Linked DNA regions of Sus scrofa: regions 2, 3 and 4 are each linked to region 1. The links are chromatin contacts, called in public HiChIP or PLAC-seq maps. All regions are on one chromosome and are shown on one strand. Each heading gives the region's core, a stretch centred on a gene start, on an enhancer-like site or on the middle of the called end of the contact. The rest is flanking DNA. Distances are from core to core; before and after follow the strand shown.

The links. HiChIP or PLAC-seq counts read pairs in DNA pulled down with a chosen protein or histone mark.
Region 2: an H3K27ac HiChIP or PLAC-seq map of alveolar macrophages shows a contact between it and region 1. The contact joins two enhancer-like sites. A contact is called at or near these places in 2 of 5 promoter capture datasets (fetal liver and liver), 1 of 47 Hi-C or Micro-C datasets (fetal skeletal muscle) and 1 of 2 datasets of contacts at active chromatin or transcription factors (alveolar macrophages).
Region 3: an H3K27ac HiChIP or PLAC-seq map of alveolar macrophages shows a contact between it and region 1. The contact joins two enhancer-like sites. A contact is called at or near these places in 6 of 47 Hi-C or Micro-C datasets (blood, brain, embryonic fibroblasts and 3 more) and 2 of 2 datasets of contacts at active chromatin or transcription factors (alveolar macrophages and skeletal muscle).
Region 4: an H3K27ac HiChIP or PLAC-seq map of alveolar macrophages shows a contact between it and region 1. The contact joins two enhancer-like sites. A contact is called at or near these places in 1 of 47 Hi-C or Micro-C datasets (epiblast stem cells) and 1 of 2 datasets of contacts at active chromatin or transcription factors (alveolar macrophages).

Annotation. Positions count from the first base shown.
Region 1 is chr17:11,168,478-11,172,714 of Sscrofa11.1, reverse strand. AP3M2 (AP-3 complex subunit mu-2) reads right to left here. Exons shown (of 9, transcript XM_021077742.1): 2 at 3,699-3,839. The coding sequence starts at 3,767. Among named protein-coding and RNA genes, the nearest start is that of AP3M2, 3.5 kb to the right of the region's middle. Within about 2 kb of position 1,969, at least 3 of the 83 cell types and tissues checked have an H3K27ac peak or open chromatin away from gene starts, as enhancers often do. A contact at or near this core is called in alveolar macrophages, where this site is marked.
Region 2 is chr17:11,360,692-11,364,928 of Sscrofa11.1, reverse strand. It overlaps POLB (DNA polymerase beta), which reads right to left. Exons shown (of 15, transcript XM_021078254.1): 3 at 3,944-4,010; 4 at 187-261. Among named protein-coding and RNA genes, the nearest start is that of POLB, 6.7 kb to the right of the region's middle. Within about 2 kb of position 2,203, at least 3 of the 83 cell types and tissues checked have an H3K27ac peak or open chromatin away from gene starts, as enhancers often do. A contact at or near this core is called in alveolar macrophages, where this site is marked.
Region 3 is chr17:11,008,555-11,012,791 of Sscrofa11.1, reverse strand. It overlaps KAT6A (histone acetyltransferase KAT6A), which reads left to right. Exons shown (of 20, transcript XM_021078038.1): 17 at 1,869-2,178. Among named protein-coding and RNA genes, the nearest start is that of ANK1, 26 kb to the right of the region's middle. Within about 2 kb of position 2,226, at least 3 of the 83 cell types and tissues checked have an H3K27ac peak or open chromatin away from gene starts, as enhancers often do. A contact at or near this core is called in alveolar macrophages, where this site is marked.
Region 4 is chr17:11,306,005-11,310,241 of Sscrofa11.1, reverse strand. IKBKB (inhibitor of nuclear factor kappa B kinase subunit beta) reads right to left here. Exons shown (of 21, transcript NM_001099935.1): 3 at 4,007-4,124; 4 at 668-737. Among named protein-coding and RNA genes, the nearest start is that of IKBKB, 18 kb to the right of the region's middle. Within about 2 kb of position 2,156, at least 20 of the 83 cell types and tissues checked have an H3K27ac peak or open chromatin away from gene starts, as enhancers often do. A contact at or near this core is called in alveolar macrophages, where this site is marked.

The sequences.
Region 1 (4,237 bases), core at 720-3,219:
AACTCCCTGTTTGATCCCCACACTGTTCACGCTATGCTAAGTTTTCTAAATTCTTTTGCCGCCTTGCCATTTCTTTGAATCTGCTCCAGTTGGAAAAGTCTCCTCAAATTATGACATCCTAAACTGACACAGGAGTTCCCTTTGGGGCTCAGTGGTAACAAACCTGACTAGTACCCATGAGGATGTAGGTTCGATCCCTGGCCTTGCTCAGTGGGTTAAGGATCCGGCGTTGCTGTGAGCTGCAGTGTAGGTCACAGACACAGCTTGGATCTGGTGTTGCTGTGGCTGGTGTAGGCTCCAATTCGACCCCTAGCCTGGGAACTTCCATATGCTGTGGGTGCAGCCATAAATTTAAAAAAAAAAAAAAAAAAAAAGGATTGAAGGGGGAAAACAGTTACACATTTCCATCTCAAGAGTGATTTTATTTTGAAAAATAAATAAAACACCTCACTTGAGAAAAGGGAACCCTCCTATACTGTTGATGGGAATGTAAATTGATGCAGCCACTATGGAAAACAGTATAGAGATTCCTCAAACACTAAAAACAGAGTTGCCATATGATCCTGTGATTCCACTCCTGGGCATATATCCAGACAAAACCATAATTCAAAAGATACGTGCACTCAGATGTTCACTGCAGCACTGTTCACAACAGCCAAGACACAGAAATAACCTAAAAGTCCATCAACAGAGGAATGAAGGTGTGGTACATATATATAATAAAATATTACTCAGCCATAAAAAGAATGAAATAAAGCCATTTTCAGCAACATGGATGGAACTAAAGAGTCTCATACTAAGTGAAGTCAAAAAGAGAAAAACAAATACCATACGATATCACTTACATGTAGAAGCTAAAATATGGCACAAATGAATCCATCTACGGAACAGAAACAGACTCAGGCCTAGAGAACAGACTTGTGGCTGCGTAAGGGGGGGCGGTGGAGGGGGGTTGGGAGTTTGGGGTGAGCAGATGTAAGCTATTATACACAGAACAGATAAACAACAAGGTCCTACTATAGAGTACAGGGAACTATCGTTAACATCCTATGATAAACCATCATGGAAAAGAACATGAAAAAGACTGCATATATGTATAACTGAGCCACTTTGCTGTACTGTAGAAATTAACACAACATTGTAAATCAGCTAGACTCCAATAAAATAAATTTGAAAAATAAAACACATCCCTCAATTTTTTATATATATAAAAAAGGCACAACGTGGAGTTTCCGTTGTGGCTCAGCGGTAACGAAACTGACAAGTATGCATAAGGATGCTGGTTCAGTCCCTGGCCTTGCTCAGTGGGTTAAAGATCCAGTGTTGCTGTAAGTTGTGGTGTAGGTCATAGGTGCAGCTCAGATCAGGCGTGGCTGTAGCTGTGGTGTAGGTTGGCAGGTACAGTTCCAATTCGACCCCTAGCCTGGAAACTTCCATATGGCCCTAAAAAGACCAAAAATAAATAAATAAATAAATAAATAAATAAATAAATAAAGGCACAACATGATTTTATATGTCAGCAATCAGAAAAGGAGCATTTTGACCGTGGCATGGTGCAATATCAAAAGCATGTGCAATTACAGCAGGAACTCTTGTGTCACAGTCCAGTGCCAGAGGAGTAACACAGCCAGAGAGCCCACATCAAATGAGGCATTAAAATCAGGATGCGTCCATTTACTTGTAACCAGTGCTTCAAAAATATCAAGCTCTGGTGTTCCCCATGGCTCAGCAGGTTAAGGATCCAGCATTGTCACTGCTGTAGCTCAGGTCTGATCCCTGGCTTGGGAACTTCCATGTGCTGAGAGCATAGCCAGAAAAAATAGCTCTGAAGCCCCAGCCATCCAAACTAGACACTTTGCTGTTTGGCCCAATTCCTCTGAGGTTTTGATGGGATTAAATAACATTTCTCACTTCTGCTTTGTAATCAGTTACATAACATGGCTGGGGAGTTAAGGAGCAGCCTGTTCCTATTAGAACAGGGAAAGTGTCCCGCGTGGTGGAAGATGGTAACTGCTGGTTCTGGTTCTTCCTCCTCCTGGGGTTTGTCACTCTCAAGTTTTGCCTGTGGGAAGGAATGAGTATGCCACTGGAATTCCAGAATTGTACTACTAGGACAAATGTGGGGAAAAAAATTTTTTTATATATATATTAATTCTTTGGGGATGAAAACTGTTCTAAACATGTGATCTCTATATGAGGGCAAATAAAAGGACTCTTTGACTTGCTTTTTAGGTTTTATCATAATGTCTGGGTCCTCATTCTCTTCTCCAATCCCACAATTTCATGTGACTGGTTCCAGACCTCACATGACACAGAAGTTAAACCAAAGGGCCCTTGATTCTCATTTATCACTGAGTTGTGCAAATAACCACAACCGTTAGGAGTTGAGCAACTCTTTTAGGGAGAGGATTCCCTTGTGTAAATCAAGAGTCTGATACCCTAAAATCCTGTGCTATAAACAATGCTGGCATCCTGGTGTGGGATGTCACTCCCTAAGATCTTCAAATCTATTCCTGAAAGAAAAACTCAAATGAAAACTGGAGCTTGGAAAATGTGTCACTAAAAATTTTCATAGGTACACAAGATTTCCTAACCTTAAGTTTGCACAAAGAGCCCCTCGCTAGTAACTGTATGCTGAGGATAAGCCCCCAAATTTGGGATAAAGTATGAGTTCATGAACTAACCCCTGGCGGGGAGAGTGAAGTTTTTCTACTTAAATCATATATACATATCTTTACACACTCATCACTTTTTGATGCAACTCAAAACAATGGTTAATATCAAGTCCACCATAAAAAAAAAACTAAATTCCTTAGATTTGTGGACAAAAAGTAGGACAATTTCAGTCTCTAGAACTGAAATGACTGTACACAATCAGAGCAAGTATGGTAGCTTTCTCCTGCAACAGGTTCAAAAGTATACAATTTGTCATTTAATTAATTAATTCATTTTTTTTGCCATGCCCATGGCATCCAGGGCCAGGGATGGAACCTGCACCACAGCAGTGACAACACTGGATCCTTAACACACTGAGCCACCAGGCAACTCCCTGATTTGTCATTCTTAACTGCAACCAAGCCAATAAAGGGAAACAAGAAACTTACCAGATGGGAGACGAAGTGAGCAATGGCAGAGGTTTTTTGTTTTGTTTTGTTTTGTTTTTTTGCTTTTTGGGGCCATGCTTGTGGCATATGGAATTGGGCCAGGGGTTGAATCGGAGCTGCAGACTTAAAACACAGCAACGCCAGACCCAAGCCACATCTGTTACCTACACCACAGCTCGAGACACCGTTGGATCCTTAACCCAATGAGTGAGGCCAGGGATCAAACCCACATACTCATGGATACCAGTCAGGTTTGCAACCCACTGAGCCACAGTGGGAACTCCCAGAGTTTTATTTTTGTAAAGTTCTCTCATGGAAGATGAAAACGATGGAAACAGAACTATAAAGACACGATAACATACATGGATGACCCTCCTCATAGTTACACACCTGAAATGTGTCCACTACTCGATGAAGGAACTCAATGACAAACAGAGGCGGGACCTCCGTCTGGATCACAGCCACGAAAAAGATCTTGTGACGGTAAACACTTAAGAGATAGTGGTGAGGGGTGGGAATAACTGGAGGGACATTTTCCGCCTCAGTTGCTCGCTCTTGCGCCTCAAAAAAGTAATCACAAACAGAACGGCTCACCACACTTTTCCAGTGTTTCTCCAAGAAAATATCTCCAGAGGAGTTGATCAAGAAAAGGCTATGAATCATGGTGGAGACCGTAGGTGGGAGAGGAAGGTCTTTTTCAGTCCAAGAGCCTCAGGATTTTGCAAATGTACAACTCTAAAAACATGAGAAGCAAAGTTAATGCCAGCCATTCAAAACCCCTCTGTCTGTCCAGTAGCCCAACCCTCTCACCCATCTCTGCTAGACTCAAGTCTTCTGCTACTGCAGGAGCCTGAAGTATCCCTCCCCAGAATCCCAAAGGGAGATTATCAGCCATCTCGTTTGTCCATTAATGATATATTGTCCAGTTATTTTTACTATTATTTGTTCTTCTTTTTTTGCCACACCTGCAGCATATGAAAGTTTCTACGCCAGGGACTGAATTCGAGTGGCAGCTGCAACCTGTGCCACAACTGTGGCAATGCCTGATCCTTAACCCACTGTATCTGCTGGGGATTGAACCCATGCCTCTGCAGCAACCTGAGCCGCTGCAGCCGAGTCTCCTTAACCCACTG
Region 2 (4,237 bases), core at 954-3,453, 190 kb before region 1:
AAAACAAAACAAATTAAATTAAATTAAATTAAAATACAGGACACTCACACAGCCATAAACTACTCCTCCCTTTTCCCACTGAGTCATCAGGGTAAGTGACATCATCTACCCTGCAATGGTGCTACACGAGAGTTGCCTTAAAGGCAGACACTATAACCAAATAACAAATAAGTTAAAATTTTTTACCTTTTCCAGTTTACGCAATTTTCCAGTAGCTAAAAACTCATCAATCTTTTCAGCAATTTTTGTTCCTACTCCAGGCTACAGAGAAAATTAAAAATAGAAAAGTCACAAAAATATAATGCTTCCCAAATCACTGAAAGATAAAGTAAAAAATGAGAAATGAAAAACCAATGATCATTACATGACCAGTCTTGAAACAAAGGACACAGAAAATTGAGTACCAGTAAAAACGTATTTTCCTGGGAGTTCCTGTCGTGGCTCAGTGGTTAAAGAACCTGACTAGTATCCATGAGGACTCGGATTCAATCCTTGGCCTCGCTCAGCTGGTTAAGGATCTGGCGTCACCATGAGCTGAAGTGAAAGTCACAGATGCAGCTCAGATTCCACGTTTCTGTGGCTGTGGTGTAGGCCAGCAGCTGTAGTTCTGATTCTACCCCTAGCCTGGGAACCTCTATATACTGCGGGTATGGCACCTAAAAGAGACAAAAGACAAAAAAATATACATATACATATATATTTTCCCAAAGACAAAATGTTTGAATGATTGGTGAGTGAGAAGCTTTAATAAGATAGTTATAAATGACTCTTGCTTTGTCTTTTTTTTTTTTTTGCCATTTCTTGTGCTGCTCCTGCGGCACATGGAAGTTCCCAGGCTAGGGGTCTAATCAGAGCTGCAGCCGCCAGCCTACGCCGGAGCCACAGCAACTCAGGATCCAAGCTGTGTCTGCGACCTACACCACAGCTCATGGCAATGCCGGATCCTTAACCCACTGAGCAAGGCCAGGGATTAAACCCGCAACCTCATGGTTCCTAGTTGGATTCGTTAACCACTGAGCCACGACGGGAACTCCGACTCTTGCTTTTTAAAAATTAACTTTTCTTATAGAAAAATTAGAAAACATACAATCACAAAAAGAAAAATATTAAAATCACTTGATTTCATCACCCTGAAAATTAAAATAACCTATAACCTCGCCACTTAACATCTGCTACACAGTGACTTCTTTTTTGAAGTCGTTCTATACATACACACATAAGCAGTTGTGTGTGCATTCATATACATACATATATATATACACAAACACACCCCTACTTTTTTCTTACAAAAACAGAATCATACTGCTTTGTAAAGTGCTTTAACTTAAAAATCATCATGATCAAATTTCTGTATCAATATATAAATACAACTACATCTTTAATGGCTGCATAGTGTGTTAATATATGAATGTATTGTAATTTACTTAACAAATACCCTACAGAACACTTAGATAGCTTCCAATTTTTGATACTATAAAAATGCTGTTGTGACATTCCTCTAGAATGATGTTTGCAAGCTTTCGCACACACCACATCACCTGGGGAACAGTTTAAAACACAGAATGCCAAGTCCCACCCTGGAGTGTCTGAATGAACAGTGTGTTTCTCACAAGTTCCCAGGCAATGCTGATGCTGCTGGTCTGGGTACCACACCTTGAGAATCACTGCTCTAAAACTGCACAGGCCCACATGGAAGCAACCAGCCACATGTGACAACTTAACTTTACATTAAAAAAATTAACACTTCAATTTCTCAGTCACCCTAGCCACGTTTCAACTAGCCAAATGTGGCTCATGTTGACCATACTGGCAGCACTGCTCTACAACAGAAGCTTTGACCAACACTTTGATCACAGTAAATGAGTGTTTTTCCCCCACATTTCTGTCTGCACTATTGTATTTAATAATTTGGTAGACACAATACAGCACCTTGTTGGAATTTGTGACTCTGATTATTAGCAAGCATGAACTTTTCTTCATGTTTACTGGTTCTTTTCAGCTAAATGTTCAACATGCATAACGTGTATCAGTTCTGTCTTGTAGCCTTAAATGCACCCTTCTGTATTCTTGATTTATTTAATGTTTAATGAGGGTCTCAAGACTCCTGAACGCACACTCAAGCTTTGAAAACAGCAATCCCATGTGGGAATGAACAAAAAAATTTAGGAAGTAGAATAGAAAGGGGAAACTGCTCGAGTTTCTCATTTCCTGTATCATAAAATACATAAGATACATAAAGCAATTTAAGCCTAGAGTAGTTTCTACACCTAACATTAAGGAATAAAAGGCAAAACACTCATTCTGGAAATTTCAGATTTCTAGACTATTGAGAAGCACTCATATGTGCCAGAAAGTAGGTCTGTGGTTTTTAAAATAACTGTGAAAAGGAATAATGATGACATTTCATATTAAGTCCAGTCCTGTGCAAAAGGAATTTTGGATCCTTCTGTGGTATTGTTAAGGATATACCATAAACTCAGATTTGGGATGAAATGCATGAGAACTTGTCAGAAGTTTGCCTCTAATAAATGAGCAGACTATCTGCAATTAACATAAAGGATATTCAATGATGATAAAAAAGGGAACAGAATGGCTCCTAAGGTTAACACTAGGTCAGATGACCAAGACAGAAACTCAGAATTAAACTCTAATGCATTTAGGGAGTTCCCGTTGTGGCACAGTGGGTTAAGAAAGAATCTGACTGCAGCGGCTTGGGTCACAGCTGTGGCTCAGATTCAATCCCTGACAGGGGCACTTCCATATGCCACAGCTGTGGCAAAAAAAACAACCAAAAAGCCCTAATGTATTTAGAACTTGCTTGGCTCGTCTATTTGGGGAGGATACACTGATGGTGAGAACTGTTTGTGGTACAAAGGATCTAAAACCTACACACCAGAGCTTAATTTGTACTGAATAATAAATTCAAGGTGAAGATGAGGCACATAATTACTGTGGATAATCTGTCACTTAAATAGAAGACGTATAAAATTTATGATAATGTTCTGACTCTGAAAGATGAAAATAGAAGGACAGTTATTGCTCACACTCTGAAGATGTTCATGAGAAAATTAAAGACAACTGAATGTTAACACCTAAATTCTAGGGACTTTTAAGAAACACAAATGGGTAAAGAACAACAGAAAGTGGTAACAATCAGGACGTGGACTAATCAAAAAGCCATGTCAATTTGACCTCCTCAACAAAAGATGGATAGGATATGGTCCTTAATCTTGAGGAACTTAGAATCTTTTGATTGACTGACTGACTGATTGATTGCCGTTTTAGGGCCGTACCCACGGCATATGGAAGTTCCCAGGCTAAGGGCTGAATCACAGCTGTAGCTGCTGGCCACAGCCACAGCCATGCCAAATCCGAGCTGTGTCTGTGACCTACACCACAGCTCACAGCAACGCTGGATCCTTAACCCACTGAGCAAGGCCAGGGCTCAAACCTGTGTCCTCATGGATACTAGTCAGATTCATTTTTGCTGAGCCGAGACGGCAACTCCGAGGAACTTAGAATCTTTTATCAGTAGGTAGACTCTCCTAGGATATTCTTAGTGATATTAATACAAATTACCAAGATATGTGGCTAAAGTTCTAGAAACTGGGACTGCCAGCACCACTCTGTTACCACACCCTTCTTGAGGACTAACACCCAAAGGTGACATTCAGTGTGAGAATAAGTACATATATATATGGTTAAGTAGAGAAGAAAACTGTAATTACATGTTTTAAAAATTTTTTTAAATCCAGCCCCTCCTCCAAAAAAACCCGCTTTGAGTTTGAAAAAGCATGCCTGAAATGGCATTAATATGATTCTGAGAAAGTAGCGAAATCTGCCTGTGCGGTCAAGGTAGCTTCAGAGGCAAATTTCATTTTGTGGAAACCCATCAAATTGGTACCTGTGCAAGCTCGTCAATCAACTTGCCTGCTAAACTTACCAGTTTCTTAGCTTCTGCTCCACTCTTTATTTTGTGTGGGTACTTTGCTATCACAGATGCCGCTTTTCTACAAGTTAAAAAAAAAAATAAAAGAAAAAAAAGGAACTAATTAGAAATCCAGTGAGGTCTTAATTTTTCTTAACCTGGAATATACACGCAAACAAATATGCAGCTTAAACTTTCACTAAGATAACTAGTTTTCCATTATCTGTGTAAAATTTTAAAAACTCAATGAGGAGTTCCCTGGTAGTCTAGTGGTTAAGGATCTGCCATTGCCCCTTGCTGTGGTGCAGG
Region 3 (4,237 bases), core at 977-3,476, 160 kb after region 1:
AGTTATATTCTACTCCCTAAGAGCAGCATATCTGTATTAATTATTTGGAATGCTGCTTAAGAGATTTATCTGTTCTTCTTCATCTGTTTATTTATTCAGGCATTTATTTATATTAGTATGGGCTCAGAGATATTTACTTTATACTTTGAGTTATAATCAAAGTTCTGCCACTTCATTTATTAATTTGTTGCTCAAATTATTCCAGATTCAGCCATTAGGAGCTTTTTCTGCTTTTGCTCAATGTGCAAACCCTCATCATTGTGAAGTTGTTTTGTTTTGAGTACTTCCTTACATTTTTGTGCTACAAAATATTCCAGGAGTTCCCATCATGGCTCAGTGATTAGCGAATCTGACTAGGAACCATGAGGTTGCGGGTTCGATCCCTGGCCTTGCTCAGTGGGTTAAGGATCTTGCGTGGCTATGGCTGTGGTGTAGGCCAGTGGCTACAGCTCCGATTGAACCCCTAGCCTGGGAATCTCCAGTTGGTGCCTGTGTGGCCCTAGAAAAGGCAAAAAGACCAAAAAAAAAAAAAAAAAAAAAATTCCAGGTTCATGTTGTGTTTATCATGCCCCAATCCTATAATCAGACATTTCTTCAAAGAGTAGGGCCATGTTTAATCTAGTTTGAAAATTGTGTTCTCAACTAGAAGGACTACTAAATTTAAAGTAGAGAAAAATTCTACTATTCTTTATATAACTATGAATAATATATCTTTGCAATCTTAGGCTTATATTGTCTATTTATAAGATGAAATTATACTATTTCCCCATGTAAAAAGACAATAGGGAGTTCCTGTTGTGGCTCAGCAGGTTAAGAACTGGACATAGTGTCTGTGAGGATGCAGGTTCGATCCCTGGCCTCACTCAGTGGGTTAAGGATCCAGTGTTGCCACAAGCTGTGGCATAGATCTCCGATGTGGCTCAGATCTGGTGTTGGTGTAGCTGTGGCGTAGGCCTCAGCTGTACCCCTGGTTTGACCCCTAGCCCAGGAATTTCCCAGCCCACAGGTTTGGTCTTTAAAAGAAAAAAAAAAAAAAAAAAAAAACAGTATTATAATAGGCAGTGAGATCATGTATAAGATACTCGGACATGAAGTTTTGAAAAAATTCACTTGACTCGGAGTCAAGCTATTTTACAGCCATTTCTATACTGACTGGATATGACCTTAAAGCAGGTCCTATAACTTCTCTGGCCTCTCTAGAATGAGGTGATTGAAGTAGATCAGTTTTGGTGATGTGATATCTAATATTATATGATCTAAGGTGTTAAATCAACCCTAGTACACAGTTGTGTCTAATGTGCCAAATTCCAATAACAGATTTATTTTACTTTTGAAATTCTCACCAATACCAAGGAAATCTGTACTGACTCTGAATTCCCACGCTGCTCTGTGACTCTTTGTGGATAGCTCCTGAAAACAGTGTACAGCATTCCTAATGGTTCTGCTGACCTGCACAGTAGAGCTGTGAGACAAAGTGTTTTGTTTTGTTTTGTTTTGTTTTGTTTTGTTTTGTTTTCTTTTGTGGAAAGAGAATTTAAGGGACTAGGCTCTGTGTCATTTCAGTATTGAAATAAGCAGCTCCCTAGGGTGTTAAAATTAATGGAACTGTTAGTAATACCTGCTCTTTGGGTGCGCCTGTCTCTATTTTTTTACAAAGTTGTATTCAGTGATAATTTGTGTCTGTGATACTTTAGGTATAGTATCTTACTCTAGTATTTTGAAATAACATTCAAAATGTCTTTTGGCAAACAGCATCCTCATTTTATATGTGTTAATCCTATTAGGTTTAAAAACTATTAATTGTGTTATTAGTGGAAATGATAGCATTCATTACTGTCAATAAAATGCTTTCTTTCTCTTTTAAATAGAAACCAATTCTTCACCGAAGAAGGCGAGTCCGAAAGCGCAAACACCACAATAGCAGTGTGGTCACAGAGACCATTTCTGAGACCACAGAGGTATTAGACGAGCCTTTTGAAGACTCTGACTCGGAAAGGCCGATGCCAAGGTTAGAACCCACATTTGAGATTGACGAGGAGGAGGAAGAGGATGAGAATGAGCTCTTCTCTAGAGGGTACTTCCGTCGCTTGTCCTCCCAAGATGTTCTCAGGTGTCGATCTGCTTCTAAGAGGAAGTCAAAAGATGAAGACGATGACGAAGAGTCAGACGATGTTGATGGTATGTTTCACAGACCTGTTGCTTATTGCAGTTCTCTTGCAACAGAAAGGGCTGAAGACAGACATGACCCACTGGGCATGTGCAGGACAGCTTGTAGCTTCTAAAGAGTTGTAGGAAGTGTATTCATTCTCATTTTCTTTTTCAGTTCTTTGTCCTTTTATAAAAATGCTTTTTCCTAGTTCCTCCTTCAACTTACAACCTTTTTTGCCTCTGTAGAAAATATCTTGCTGTTAGGAAATTGTTCTTTTTTGCCTAATTTTCTCTCAGCCGTTATCTGAATCATTTGTTAATGGGTAGATTAGACTTAGCATAAGGAAAATATCTAATTAATAACCCTTTCCTAGAATGTGCAGTCTATAGACACAGTGTGTTTTGCTAATTATGTATGCTGAATGCTTAAAAGAGGCACTCAGTAAATATTGTTAAATAAATAGGTGCTTAGAAGGTAGTTCTTAAATAAGGTCAGATACATGTCAGTTTGGACTCACTTCAAATCTGTTCCTGAATCATATTTCTATTATGTCTTAGCTAGTAGTATAATAGATATTTATTAGTAAATTTCTAATGAAAGGTAACTGTACCTAAAAATAAGTTAAATTTTATGGCATAGCTAAAAATCCAGTGATTAGCCTTGTCATTTCCTCTTTAGAGATTAAAAAATGAGCTCATATATGACTTGGGTCTCAAACTAGTCATTCGCATCTTAGCCTGAAGTTTTTGCCCCTGTGTCACTCTGCCTCTGTCTGCAGTGATTGCCTTGATGGGCTCAAACTGAGCTGCTTTGCTTTGCTTGGTACATAAATCTGTAGCTTTTATGTACCAACTAGTTGAGCTTTTATTCTCCTTTTAAAAATAAATTCAATTTCAAATCTAGCATTTTCTCCAGTCTTATATTTTTATGTACTTTTAATGTAGTGATAAGATGAATAAATTTTTTGCTTTATTCTGAATGATTTTCCAGAATTACATTTTGAGATATAGAACTAAAAATTGATATTGTAAAAAATGTGGCACTTTATTAAAATTCTATCTTGGATCATTGCAGATTAAAATAATCTCTAAGTTCCTGTTGGACAAAGTTTTCTCTAAAGTAGCCATTACCTTTGTTTTCAGGTTATTACTGCTAACTATACCTTTTAGTCCCACTGGTTCCCCCCTGCACTCCCCAAAATTCCATTCTTACATTGGTGTTCTTCCCTTTAAAAAGTAATGGGAAATGTGAATGTACTTAATTCCACACCAAACTGTAGTATCTAAAAATGGTTAAAATGGTGAACTTTATATGCTGTGCATATATTCATTCATATATGAATATATATGATACTCCAGTTTTTAGAAGTAGAAAAAATTAATGAGAATATAATGCTGATATCAAATTTATTTCTGATAAACCATTGTCATTGGTACTTTAACTTTTGCTTCAGGTCAGTATTTGTCCAGGACTACATGCCTTGCAGCTATTCCTGTACAAACACTTTGGTTGGGAACAATGTGGGATTGTTCAGTCGTGGCCTAGAATCATTGGCTTACGATATTACCTGAAATAATGATTTTGGTAGAAACTAAGAAACCCAGAGCAGTAATACAAATGGCGAACAGAAAAAAAAAAAAAGCAATGAGCTGATTTGTAATTTAAACAGCAAAGACAGCTTGTCTACAGTAGTTGTAAGGGAGTTCCCACAGTGGTGCAGTGGGTTAAGAATCCAGCAGTAACAAACCTAACTAGTATCCATGGGGACACAGGTTCAGTCCCTGGCCTTGCTCCGTGGGTTAAGGATCTGGCATTGCGGTGAGCTGTGGTGTAGGTTGCAGATGCAGCTTGGATCTGGCATTGCTGTGCCTGTGATGTAGGATGGCAGCTACAGCTCCAATTCGACCTCAAGCCTGGGACCTTCCATATGCCGTGGGTACAGCCCTTAAAAAAAAAAAAGAATCCAACTGCACCAACTGCAGTGGCAGGGGTTGCTGCAGCGGCATGCATTCAGTCCCTGGGTGGCTCAGTGGGTTAAAGGATCCCACAACAGCTGAGGCGTAGGTTGCAGCAGCTGCTCAGATTCCG
Region 4 (4,237 bases), core at 907-3,406, 140 kb before region 1:
GCCGGGTCCTTAACCCATTGAGCGAGGCCAGGGATTGAACCTGTGTCTTCATGGATACTAGTCAGGTTCTTAACCCGCTGAACCACAACATGAACTCAACTCCAACCTTAGAGCTCAGATTCCTACCCTGCACCAACAACCCTGAAGATTTACCAACAGAAAGCAGGTGCTAGGGTCGGGGAGGTGGCATCTGACCCCTGCAGGTTGAGGTCAGCCTCCCTCCCTCTCCCCAAGGTACTTGGGCCACCAGCTGGGCCTTCTCAGAGGGCCCCCGACACTCTCCTCAGAGGTGACCGTCGGCATCCAAGGGTTAAACAAGGTTTGTTTTCCTCAGGCCTGTGGCTGGCAAAAGAACTGCCCGTGGGGAAGTGGAAAAACTCGCTGCCAAGCAATGAAATTCACTCAAATGACAAGCTACTCCCGTTGCCGGTGCTGGCCGTTCCGGGAAAGTAGGGAGTGGAGCTTTTTAATGGGAAAGGAAATCTGTTGTTCTACATTCATCCTAATTCAGTTTGTGACTCGGTCCGGAAGGAAGGGAAACCTATTTGAGTTTAGCGCCTGCCAGACTAGGCCCTGTTGATCCCTGCCAACCCCACCTCTGCAAAGGTCAGAGGGCCAGTCATCCCCCCCGCCCCCGCCCCCGCTCCAGCCACCAGCTGCGACTTACCGATGTCACTCAGCAAGGTGAGGATGGCTCCTTCCCGCAGGCCACAACAGTTCTCGAACTGATTCAAGTACTGTCAAGAGGGGACAAAGGTGTCAGAGTGAGGGGTCACCAGCCACCAGGACACCAGCCAGTGCCTTTCACCAGCTGAGGCCATCTGAGTGCGGCCTGGGCCCTGGGTCTTGGGTACCTGGGCGCATAGGCAGCTGGGTGGCAGGACAGGCGGGTCAGCCCAGGCGGGGCAGGAGGAAGCAGGTCTGAGAGCTTCTGGAGATGCTCGTGGGCGCACACTGCCCTGAGTTACTCTAAGAAGGGGCCCTTCTCAGCTGTGCTGTGGGCCTGAGGGAGGCAGGCCTGCCCGTGTGAGCTCAGTCCTGGCTGGGCCAGTGCCCCCGGGAGCCCACAGGAGCCACCCAACACCTCTGCCGACCCCTTCCCCGATGTGGACCAGGCAGCGGGCACCAGGCAGAGCTGCACGGATGGGCTCAGGGAAGCCGCCGTGTCTCGCTTCACCTCCCTCCCCGACACCTCCAAGGCAAGCGCCAGTGGCATTTCTGTTTCACAGGCAAGGAAGCTGGGCAGGAGTGGTCCAGCCATCCCTCTGCTCTACAGCCGCGCTGGGGCATGGCCCTACAATGCGTGTCCAGTGTCCATCTGAAGCTCATATCCAAACACAGCCCCTGTGCCTTCCTGGCCCTGGCAGCTTTTTTTTTTTTTTTTTTTTTTTTTTTTTTTTTTTTTCTGTTTCTTAAGGACCACACCTGCAGCATATGGAAGTTCCTGGGCTAGGGGCTGAATCGGAGCTGCAGCTGCCAGCAACACGGGACCCAAGCACTGTTATCTACACCGCAGCTCCCGGCAATGCCAGATCCTTCAACCACTGAGTGAGGCCAGGAATTGAACCTGCATCCTCACAGATCTAGTTGGGTTTATAACCCACTGAGCCACAACGGGAACTCCCCTAGCAGCTTATCGAGGAGCTCAATTCTGCTGCTGGAGGCCAGCTTCAAGTTCAGAAAAGAAACTCCCCACTGAAGTGGGCCGACGTACTAACACCCACACCCGGGCTCGTGTGCGAGCTGTTCCCTGCGCCAGGCACACACACCTCACTCCTTCACCCGGCTCACGTGCTGGCCAAGCGTGTCTCTCCAGACCAGGAGTATAGGTTCTGAACTTTCTGGACGAGGGAATAATGGGCGACCTCACTTGGAAGACAAAGAGGACAGATCTCCAGCGCCCAGGGCCCTCCAGTGGCCACATGGACAGAGGCCCCAAGAGGGTACCATTGCTGCCTGCCCTCCCACCCCTGTCCTCATCATCCTGTACCCTGTGCCACGGCAACCATGCCAAAGTCTGGATCAGCCTCTTCCCTGGCGGGCTGGCTCCGAGATAACGTCTGAAACCCTCTGCCTCCGTAATCTGACGCCAGCCCACCCACCTCCCACGCTGTCCTCTGACAACTGTCGTTGCAACTACAATGACACAGCTTCATGTCCCTAAATAGCTACAGTTAGTAATCGGATGGCTGTCATAGGTCAGAAAAATAAAGGAGAATCGAAGCGCTGTCAGGTTCCCCATTTCTCGGCTCTTATCAGGCCTGGCCTGTGGGTTGAGCCGGTGACCGGTGACCCTGCTCACATCCTGCCTGACGCTCCCCAGACTTGCCCACCTCCCGGGACGGAAGGGCCACCCACGCTGATGAGCCCTCATGGAAAGTTTCCTTTAGAAAAAGAGGGCGGAAGGGGCCAGAAGAGTAATGGGAGCAGCACAGGACTCTGGGTCCGGGAAACTTGTGTGAGGATGGAAGAAACGCCCAGCTATCCTGACCCCCACCCCCTCCCCCAATCTTGAGAACTTCCTTCTGGAGTGAAAGGTGAGGGCAGACAGAGGATAGGGCAACCTCTTTTCAGGACAAAACCAACTTGTGCCCAGAGCTTTCCAACTTGTCCCTTGTGCTCTGAGGCACGATTCCTTTCACAGACAGGGAGGGGCTGCAGTTGGTTCCACACAGGCGGTCCCCTAGCTCTGTCACTGCAGCCATGAGGCCAGGGAACCACCCTTCACGGGGATCCTATTTTTTTTTTTTTTCTTTTTTGGACACCCTGCTGCAGATGGAGTTACGAGGCCAGGGATCAGATTTGAGCTGTAGTTGTAACCTAAGCTGAAGCTGCGCCGGGATCCTTAACCCACTGTGTTGGGCCACGGATGGAACCCGTGTCCCAGCGTTGAAAAGACACTGCTGGAGTTTGCATCGTGGCACATCGGAAATGAATCTGACTAGGAACCATGAGGTTGTGATCCCTAGTCTCGCTCAGCAGGTCAAGGATCTGGCGCTACCATAAGCTGTGGTGTAGGTCACAGATGTGGCTCAGATCTGGCGTTGCTGTAGCTGTGGTGTAGGCTGGAGGCTACAGCTCCGATTAGACCCCTAGCTGGGAACGTCCATATGCCTGTGGGTGTGGCCCTAAAAAGACAAAAAGACAAAAAAAAAAAAAAAAAAAAAAAGGCACTTCCAATACCATTGTGTCACAGTGGGAGCTCTCCTATCTCTTTTATTTTTTTTCTTTTTTTATTAGGGCCACACCTGCAGCATATGGAGGTTCCCAGGCTAGGGGTGGAATTGGAGCTGTAGCTGCCAGTCTACACCACAGCCACAGCAAGGCCAGATCTGAGGGGCATCTGTGACCTACACCACAGCTCACAGCAACTCCAGATCCTTAACCCACTGAGTGAGGCCAGAGATCAAACCTGCACCCTCATGGATGCTAGTGAGATTCGTTTCCACTGAGCCATGATAGGAGCTCCCTCCCCTATCTCTTTTACCAAGGCCACAGAGCTGCTGAAAATCACACGAGGTTACATGTAAGAGCAGGTGGGGATCCTGTAAGCTCCAGTATCAATGGGGAGGTGGACATGCCACCGTCCCTCAGCACCCCCTGCAGGGTGTGTTCTGGTAAAGAGACGTGGACGGGGTGGGAGGAAGAGAACAAGGTCCAGAAGCTGAGTCAGCGGCGGCTCTGGAGCGCCAGCCTGGCTCACAGGTGGCTCAGCCAGTCCCTTCCTGTCCCACTGTGTGACCCTGAGTGGCCACATCTGGGAGAAAGTGTCCTGATGGGGATGGCAGCCAGGCCGACACTGCAGGACTCGAGCGGCTCTGACAACCCGAGGGAGGAAGGTGTTTGGACTCACGATCTGAGGGTTTTGGCCTCATCACTATAGAGCCAGTGCGTGGGGTGCACAGCAAGTCCCACCCCAAGTTCCTGTAGGGCTGAGCCTGGCACCCAGGCTACTGGCCCTGGGCCCCGTGGCTCCCCAGCTCCCTGCAGGGCCCTGCAGGCTCACCTTGCGCAGATCCCCGCCCTGGCAGTACTCCATGGCCAGAAGGGGCAAGTCGTTGGGAGCCAGGTTCTGCATCCCCTCAGGGACATCCCGGGCAGCCACCACATTGGGGTGGTTCAGCCTAGGAAGGAAGAGAGGCAGTGAGGCAGGGACCAGGCTCAAGCCCACACCCCGTCATCTGCGTCCTGAGAAGCTCGCCTGACACCACAGCTTGGAGCAGCCAAAGGCCCTGGA